Regions from separate parts of the Mus musculus genome. Here regions 1 and 2 are each linked to region 3. A link is a contact called in public HiCAR-type and promoter capture Hi-C data. All regions are on one chromosome and are shown on one strand. Each heading gives the region's core, a stretch centred on a gene start, on an enhancer-like site or on the middle of the called end of the contact. The rest is flanking DNA. Distances are from core to core; before and after follow the strand shown. Region 1 holds the start of Nell1 (NEL-like 1). Region 2 holds the start of Luzp2 (leucine zipper protein 2). Region 3 holds the start of Svip (small VCP/p97-interacting protein).

Region 1 (2,700 bases), core at 115-2,614, 2.0 Mb after region 3:
AAAGGTTTCCCCGTCTCACTGGGATTAGGCAAAGGAAAACCTTAGTCCACTTCGGTCCTGGGAAGTAAGGGAGGGGAGGCTAGAAGCTCACAGACCCCTAACTGCCTGCCAAAGTGGGGAGTCTGGGGCATAAGGGATGGGAACTTTTTAAGTCGACTAAAGAAGGGGTGTGTTCCTCAGTCCTCTAAACGTAAACCAGCTGTCTGGCTTGGGAAGGAGACTGAACCTCTAGAGTGGGGAATGAAGGTACTGGAGGGCCGCCGACATGGGGACAGGGAATGCCTATGCGTCCATTCTAGGGATCCGAAGTCTGTGGGCAATGAATCTGATGTCTGGCTACCAAGAACTATCTCTTCCCCTGTCTGCCTTGTTGATCTGCTTCCTACCCTTCCTAACCCCGCCCCTGCCTCCTGACAACTACTGCAAGCTTGGTGAAGTAGGCTACATTCTTGAACCCCAGGGACCCGGAGTCAGGGAACCCCGTGGAAGAGGAAAGAGTGGAGTGCGCCTCAGGGTCATCACAACCGCACCTCCAGCAGGCAGATTCTATAGGGACTTGGTCATCAGGCCAGTTTCCTTGGCCCCGGGTCCCACCCCACAATCTTGGATGACAGCAGGAGGAACACGGTTTAGAGGTTGAGAAAATCTTCTGTCGTCTCCACTGGTCCAATTTACCTCCTAATAATTGTTCGCTTAGTTGTTTGGGCAGGGAGCTGACAGGAGACCACTCCTGGAGTTCCCTCTGGGAGCCATGTGGGAACCACGGAAGAGCTCGCGGGTCCCCCCTTTCCTCGCAGCCCTCTCCCGTGCGCCGTCTGGCTCCCCCGGCTCTGGCCGCGCCTGCCTGCCGCACGCGCTCCCTCTGCGGGTGGAACTCCCGCGGCTCGGGGACACCCTTGGCCACCGCACCCTGCAAGTTCAAGGATGTAGGATCTCTGGCCACGCTGCAGCGGGTTCTGACTCCTTAGAACCGGGAAGCTGCTTGCTAGCCACACAAGGCTGCGACCACCCGGCCGCACCCCGCATACTGAATGCCCGCTGCTGCGTCCCCGGGGAAGAGAACACTCGCCCGGGCATCTTTTCTAGCGCTTTTACCCCGAGCTGTGCTGGGCAATCAGAACCCAAGCACTCTGCTGCCCTTCTCTAGCCCGTCAGAGATAGGTTCCGAGTCTCTCCTAGACAGAGTAATCCCGGGTTACAGCAGTCGGGAGCAGCACTATCATCACCACCACCTTCCCCCAAATCCCGCTTAATGCCCAGCCTTGCTTACCTGTCCTGGCGGTGCACACACAGAACCACAAAACTAAAATCACATCCATCGGCATCGCTCCGGAGGCCCCCCGCCAAGCAGGGCGCACCAACGCCAGCAAGAAACCAATGCTTCAGAAAGCCGCGGCTCTGTGGGCTCGAAGCGGCCAAACTTACTAGCGGGCGGCAGGGGAGGTGGCTCGGCGGCGCCCGGGAAAGCAACCCCGACTGCCCCGCCCCCAGCCCACCCTCCACCGCGGGTGGCGGTGGCACGGGGCTGGGGCCCTAAACCCTGCTGCAGCTGCGCTCCCCCTGAGCTAGGGCGGGAGCGCGGGGCTCCGCCACTCCCGCAGGTTGCCCTGGGAGTCTGTGCGGATTCCGCTCGCCTCCTGGACTCCGGAGATGCAAGGATCCCGGCTACCCGCGCCTCACGGCTTCACGCCCCCGCCTCTGCCACTGCGCCGCGCTGCGGGCTGCCCAAGTTGCAACAGTTCATCCAGGCCGGGTCCGAAGCCGCCCAGCCTGCGTGCGTGGGTTTTGTTCCCTAGGGGAACCAGACCTAGGCGGTGTCGAGAAGTGCTCCCAGCACCTCCTTGGGAAATAACTACTACCGATTCGCTCCAGCAAGTGGGTGGGGAGGAGCAGGTGGGGGCGGAGGAGGGGGCAGGGGACGGATGATGCCTGAGTCCCCAACCGCCACCTGTACTTGCTGTCTAGTCCCAGCCAAAGGCTCTTGTGACTGGATACTAGCTTTTAAGAGTGCTGGTTGAGGGTGTTGAGGTGGGAGTCCCTGAGCTTAGAGCAATCTATGGCTCGAATTTAAGAAGTGTTTGCTAGCTTCGTTCTACAGGCCAAATGCTGCCACATAGGGGAAGTTCTAAACCTTCTAAACCTTTTTTTTTTTTTTTTTTTTTTTTTTTTGGCTGTTGTGTGACTTTCTGGATGGTTTTCTCCAAAACCCGCTGTTTAGGTCTCGGTCTCTCTCTCTCTCTCTCTCTCTCTCTCTCTCTCTCTCTCTCTCTCTCTCTCTCTCCTTTCTTTGGAAACCCCTACTGGAACACCATTCTGTAGAGAGAAAAGCTGGGCTTTGCTGGCGACCAGTGGACAAGCAGAGGAGTCTCTCCTGTCTAGTGTACCCTCTGCTACTGGGGCCGCCCCGCTAGGGTCCCTGTACTGTGTGCTTCAGTCTATCTAGAGATGATGCAGTCACAGAACCTGAAAGGTCAGTACCTCCAGCTTACATGTTCATGCCATGTGACTCGAAGCCTCCCGCACCCCAGCTTGTCCTGTGGCTCCATCTATGGCTCCAGCTTCCCCCAACATCCAATACTACTCTGAGATACTTAAACTCATAACAACCTCCCAGATCCCAGAGGGGGGGGGGGGGAAAGAGTTCAACAAAAGAGCTCTGCTTTCTTTCCAGGGTTTCTCTCTGGCATTTGCCCATCCTCT
Region 2 (2,700 bases), core at 20-2,519, 2.8 Mb before region 3:
CACCTGCCACCAAGCCCACTCAAGACCTCAGTCAGGCCACGGTCACCGGAGGAGTTTGGGGACTACTGCACAAGTCTTAGCTTTCTCTGGCTCCCTGAACGTTAGAATATGCTTCACGGGGGGGCCTAAATTCCCTAAGAGGGGACATTACTTGGAGGGGTCTATTGTAAACAGGCACTCTGGGGTAAAATCCCTTCTCTCCCTACTTCCTCTATGTTGTCCTACTTCTGCTTGTTCTCTGTTCCTGATTACGGGGCTCCACGGGAGTTGGGGACGGGAAGGTTCCTTGTTCTTTGAAGGGAAGCTCTCGGTCCCTGAAAGGAAGCAACCGAGGTACTTTTTTTTCCATGATACTAAGGGAACTATAAAGGTCTCTGCTCTATCCAAGGATTCTGAATCTTAATCACTCAGCTAGCATCTTGCTTAAGTGGGAGGTGCCTCTCCCCGGAGGAGCGCAGCCTGCTGGCTTGGGGCCTCATGCTCCTGGACTCACCTGGTGCTGAGGACGAGTGCAGGCAGCAGGGGCAGCAGGTAGTGTGCAGCGTTGAATTTCATGTCGCCGCCAGCTCGGGTACTCCTTCGCTGGACTCTGCTCTTTTGCTTCCTCCGGTCAGTTGCTGTTCAGTGTCCTGCTCTCTTTCCCCGAAGCCCGGAGCCCTCTCCTGAGACCCACAAAGACACGGATAGAGGCTTTGTAAAGACAAGGACCAGAGTGCGAGTATCTTCAGGAGTGATGTCACCCCGGAGCCCTGCCGGGATGGTCCAGCGCGCCGTGTTCAAGGCGCACAGGGCGGGTGTAGCCGCTGGAGGAGGAAAGGACCCGCGTCCAGGTCGCTGCCCTAGTAGGCAGCTGTACTTGGTCACTCCCGTGCGCACTGGAGCGGATCTCCTCTTCCCCGCTCCTACTGAAGACAGGAGGGGAGGGCGGTGGCAAGGACCAACCTCTTTCTCCAGTAATTGAGCTGGCGTGCTCCGCAGGGTGAGAGACAATTCGCTGGGAAGGACTCCAGACTCTTTAGGGTCCAGAGCAGGCGTCTCTCACCAGCTTGCTTTTTGTTGCTTGGAGAGTAAGCTTAAAATACTGCTCTGATTAGAGGCATAATGGCTTGCTTGCTGCAGATAGAGTGGAGCAGCAGCCCATGCAGACCAGAAGCCCGATACCCAGATGAGTTAGTGGTCTCTAGCGTAGAAAGGGACCAGAACCAACACAAAGTCCGCGGCTCTGGGTTCTGGTGCGTCTGGATCTTCCTCTCTTTTGGCCTTTGCGTCTGTCAGCTACTCAAGTGTGTGCAGCTGGCAGCCAGAGTTCATACACCTTCAAGGGTCGTTTTCCTGAGGGGGGAAAAATCTTAAGCAAGAGCGCAGAGACATTGGTCATTAATTAAATGGTAGGAGTATTCTCTGTAGTTTCTAAATGTTGTATATCAAGTAACCAATGTTTAACAAGCCCTTTTGTAGGAATTCTAATCAGAAAAGGGAAATACTACAACTTTAACGAAATCTACCATTTTGCAAAATCTCAAAATTCAAGAAGAGAGGCTGACCACCTACAGAGATCAGAGATCTGAAACTCTGGGATCTTTACACCATGCTGTATGTGTGTGAGTGTGTGTCTGTGTCTCTCTGTGTGTGTGTTAAAAGAAAGTGTGTATGACAGTTCTCTCAAGAATCACTGTACTAAACTAAACATTACAGTTTTCCTACCACATATGTGATGAAAGCAAGGATCAACATTATCTGGACTGGACTTTTCTTTAGTTGTCCCCAGTCCTAAGGCAACCTTGCTGCTGCAATGAACTTCACACTTGAAGTGGGTCTACACTAAAGAATCAAGCACATGGAAGACCTAGAGGGAAGACCTAGGGTCAGCAGGTGCCATCCCAACTGTTTAGTTGATGGTCTCTGTTCTGCCCAGGCAATTCATATAAGTAACATTTTAAATAAGAATCAGAGATAAACTCAGAATTGAAGACATATTTGTAGATATATAAAACGATGTATTTGTTACCAGACTCTAAAGGGGGGGGGGCAGGGCATTAACCTTCTAATTACTGTTTTGTTCCAGTTTGTTCCAGTTTTCTTCTTGATGAAGTTTAATTTAAGGACACACCTACTGAAGAACTTTACTGTAAGAATCTCAAGCAATCAGAATAGGAGTATTAATGTTTTCAAGGATATCAATCCTTTTTGCAGTAGTAAAATCCACAACAGACACAAACCAGCTCCTTTCTCCACTGTTTGTCTTTTGGAAGGAAAAACAAAACAAAACAAAAAAACAAAACAACAGCACTATGAAAACCTAGACCCTGGAATTCAAGAAGGAGATCTCCATGGGGTCTTGTTTTGTTCTGCTATGTAGCCCAGTCAAACCTCAAATGTGCAGCAATCCTCCTGTATCAGCTGCTTGGGTGCTGTTCTTCTTATTTTTAAAGATGATAAAGTAAGTTGCATACTAATAAGGGCATGCCCCTTTGTAATAATAACAAAAAAAATGTGTATAGCAGGAAATAACACTCATTTGAAGAATGCATTTTTACTCATATAAAAAGTTAGGATTAAGTATTTTAACGTCATCACCACATGAACCCAGTGTGGTCATCTCCATTATTTTCCATTTCTGTAGTCGTCTTACTCAGAGCGGTCAAGCATCTGACATGAGTCACTTGGTAATTTTTACAAATGAACAACTGTTGACATTTT
Region 3 (2,700 bases), core at 92-2,591:
TCTACAGAAATGGGGAACTCGAGAAGTCTATTTCTGAGTGTTTTATTTCAAAGATAAGGACACACTGGTCCTTGATAAGGTTCTGGGTTATAAAAGTGCTAAGAGGCCAGGAGAAGAACATCTTAAAAGGCAGAGGAATATTTAAAATTGAAAGATTTCTAATGTAAAAACTTTAAGAATAGGGAGGCAATCAGAAAGAAATCGGAGTTTGGTCAAGCTAAAGGAAAAAAGAAATCAGTAATCTTACACCTAAGATGACTTTCTGTTAATTGTGTTTTGTAATTATCAAAACATGACACTAACAAATGTGAAATTTCTTGAAAATGAAAAAAACTCAAAATTCCGAGTGGATAATTGGGGGTAAATTTTCACACGTTTATAAGAAATAGAAATATAGAAATATGAAATACATATGTACTATTTTGAAGCACAGCAACTTCAAATAATAGTTTCTGTGTGCTTATCAAAAGGAAATGGAAGGATTTGTCCACTTGAATGTAGTATGAGTGAGTGGCCATCCACGAAGTGACAAGAGATATAGAACCGGAGAGAAAGAAGGAAGAGGAAGGAAAGAGAAAACAATAGTCTTACTGTCATTAAAATCTGAGCCGCACTTCACTCAAGTTTTTCTGGGTGCACTTTTTCGTTGTCCCTAAGCGGAAAACGTGGATAGCAAGGAGCTACCTCTGAGACGGGATTATGTGGCAGTTTTCCCATCCTGCCATCTCAGAGACACAGTACTGACCTCACTAAAATACCAACAAGGTAGCAGACAGCACCCTTGAAATGCTGGTTTCTGAGTGTCAAGGGCCAGAATTCCTTCTTTCCCTAGCGCGGATTCAACAGGTGCCTACCCATGCCCAGTACGCTTGCGCAGAGCTCCTAGAATGGCCAGGGCTCCGCACAGCCGCAGAAAGTGCTTAATCAGCGGGGCAATGAGAGTGGAATTTTGAGTCTTGATGGGAGTGGGAGGGTGGGGTTGTGTGTGAAAACGGGGTGGGAGTGGGGCGTTTCATTTGGAGGAGCTGGCTGACAGCTAAAGGGTGGATCAGGTGTAGCACTACTGAAGGGGCGGGGCTTGCCGCAGATGGGTGGGGCGTTGCCATAGGGAGGCTTCAAGGTTCAAGAGAGAAACCCCTTGGTTGGGTTGCTGTTAAACCCTATTGGGTGGGATTTGTGGAGGAGGCGGGACTTGATGTTGGACCGGATGAAAGAGGATTGCCGCCGGGTCGGGCGAAGCAGGTTCGCCCTGGGGGCGGGGCTTGCCGCAGGCCTGGAGGGACAAGGCTTGTTGCTAGGGCGGGTAGGGTGGGGTCTGCCAAGGGCAGGACAGGGGTGGGGCTTGAAATTGGGCGGAGCTTGTGGTGGTGTTCGCGGGGGAGGGGGGGCGAGGAGGAGGGGGAGGGGCGCTTGCGCCTCAGATGGGGTGGGTCTTACTGCGGGGCAGGTCCTGGCGCGGGGCGGAGCTTTGCAGCAGGTCAGGTGGGGGCGGGGTTTGCTCCTGGGCGGGGCCTGCTGCAGCCCCCAGCGAGGATTCGGGTTCCCGGCCCTGGGTGCCTGCGTCCCCATGGGGCTGTGCTTCCCTTGTCCCGCGGAGTCCGCACCACCATCCCCGAGCCCGGTGAGTAGACGGCCTCCCCGTGCAAGTCTTGCACGCGGCGGCCGTTGCAGTGCAGTCGGAGGGAAGGTGCACCTGCTGGGCCTCCTGACCCTCCCCTAAGGACCCTCCTCGGATGGCATAGGTTGGAGCTGCTGTTTTCAGTGGCTGCTCCAGACATGTGTCTCTTCTCTTGTCTGTACCAGCTGTACCTAGAAGGTCCGGGACGCGCCGCTCCTCTCGCCATTTAGAGGATAATTAACCCGCGCCTTCCCTTTGCTCAGTTTTAACAGCCGGTTTGAAGCCCAGGTTTAAATCCCACATAAACAAGCAATACGTTTACGTGTAGATTCCTAGTAGTGCTGTGTTTGGGATAATTTTATGTGAAGACAGGCATTTTATTTTTTTTGATATTCGAATCCAAGCAGGCCTTATGCAGTAAGAGTATACTTACTTTAATATCCTTTACCCGTACTTGATAATATGACAATCTAACTTGGTCTCAACATCGGTTCTCAGGGTAGCCAAAGATTAGTTGAAGAAATGAGAGATTTAGGGAAGTATATTAATAATATCTTAGCCACTAGGTTATAGACACTAAAGTGACTGTTTAGTAGATGTGAGGAAGTTCAACTTGCCTTTATGACTGCTATTGTTTTAAAATGCTATTAATTTTGTTTAGCTCATGAGAAAAAATATTATTCTGCTAGCATTTGTTAAGGCATCTCTCCTCCCATTCTCTGCCCTTAGCCATAGGGCCCACCGGTGTATTTCACTTAACACCTACAATTTCTCTGACCACCTAAATAAACATGCTCTAGAAACCTCCCTCCTATTCCTTATCTACCATGGTTATTATATCTCTTCCTGGGTAATTACTCCCATCAGATGCATGTTTGTGTATTTGCTTACATTTGTTTCCACACACTAATCAAAACTCAAGCTTTGTATGCATGGATGTCTGCATTTCGTTGCTGTGTTCTTAGAAAAATTGGCAGCAATCATTGTGATGGACGAATGTGTGCACTTGGCGGAGAAGGAATGGCTAAAACTACATCCCAAGAGAATGCTATTCATTGTCTCAGTGTATTTAAAGACTTTAC

Evidence for each region. Promoter capture Hi-C pulls out the DNA fragments that hold promoters and counts their contacts. HiCAR-type assays count read pairs that join an accessible place to other places.
Region 1: a HiCAR-type map of astrocytes shows a contact between it and region 3, with 6 times the contacts expected there. The contact joins the promoter of Nell1 here to the promoter of Svip in region 3. A contact is called at or near these places in 3 of 39 promoter capture datasets (cranial neural crest, hippocampal neurons and pre-B cells) and 1 of 115 datasets of contacts at active chromatin or transcription factors (astrocytes).
Region 2: a promoter capture Hi-C map of second pharyngeal arch cranial neural crest shows a contact between it and region 3. The contact joins the promoter of Luzp2 here to the promoter of Svip in region 3. A contact is called at or near these places in 5 of 39 promoter capture datasets (cranial neural crest, frontonasal cranial neural crest, maxillary cranial neural crest and 2 more) and 1 of 115 datasets of contacts at active chromatin or transcription factors (astrocytes).

The regions. Positions count from the first base shown.
Region 1 is chr7:49,974,014-49,976,713 of GRCm38.p6, reverse strand. It overlaps Nell1 (NEL-like 1), which reads right to left and starts at 1,364. Exons shown (of 20, transcript NM_001037906.2): 1 at 1,271-1,364. The coding sequence starts at 1,325.
Region 2 is chr7:54,833,814-54,836,513 of GRCm38.p6, reverse strand. Luzp2 (leucine zipper protein 2) reads right to left here and starts at 1,269. Exons shown (of 12, transcript NM_178705.5): 1 at 494-1,269. The coding sequence starts at 555.
Region 3 is chr7:52,004,659-52,007,358 of GRCm38.p6, reverse strand. It overlaps Svip (small VCP/p97-interacting protein), which reads left to right and starts at 1,341. Exons shown (of 4, transcript NM_001160345.1): 1 at 1,341-1,621. The coding sequence starts at 1,568.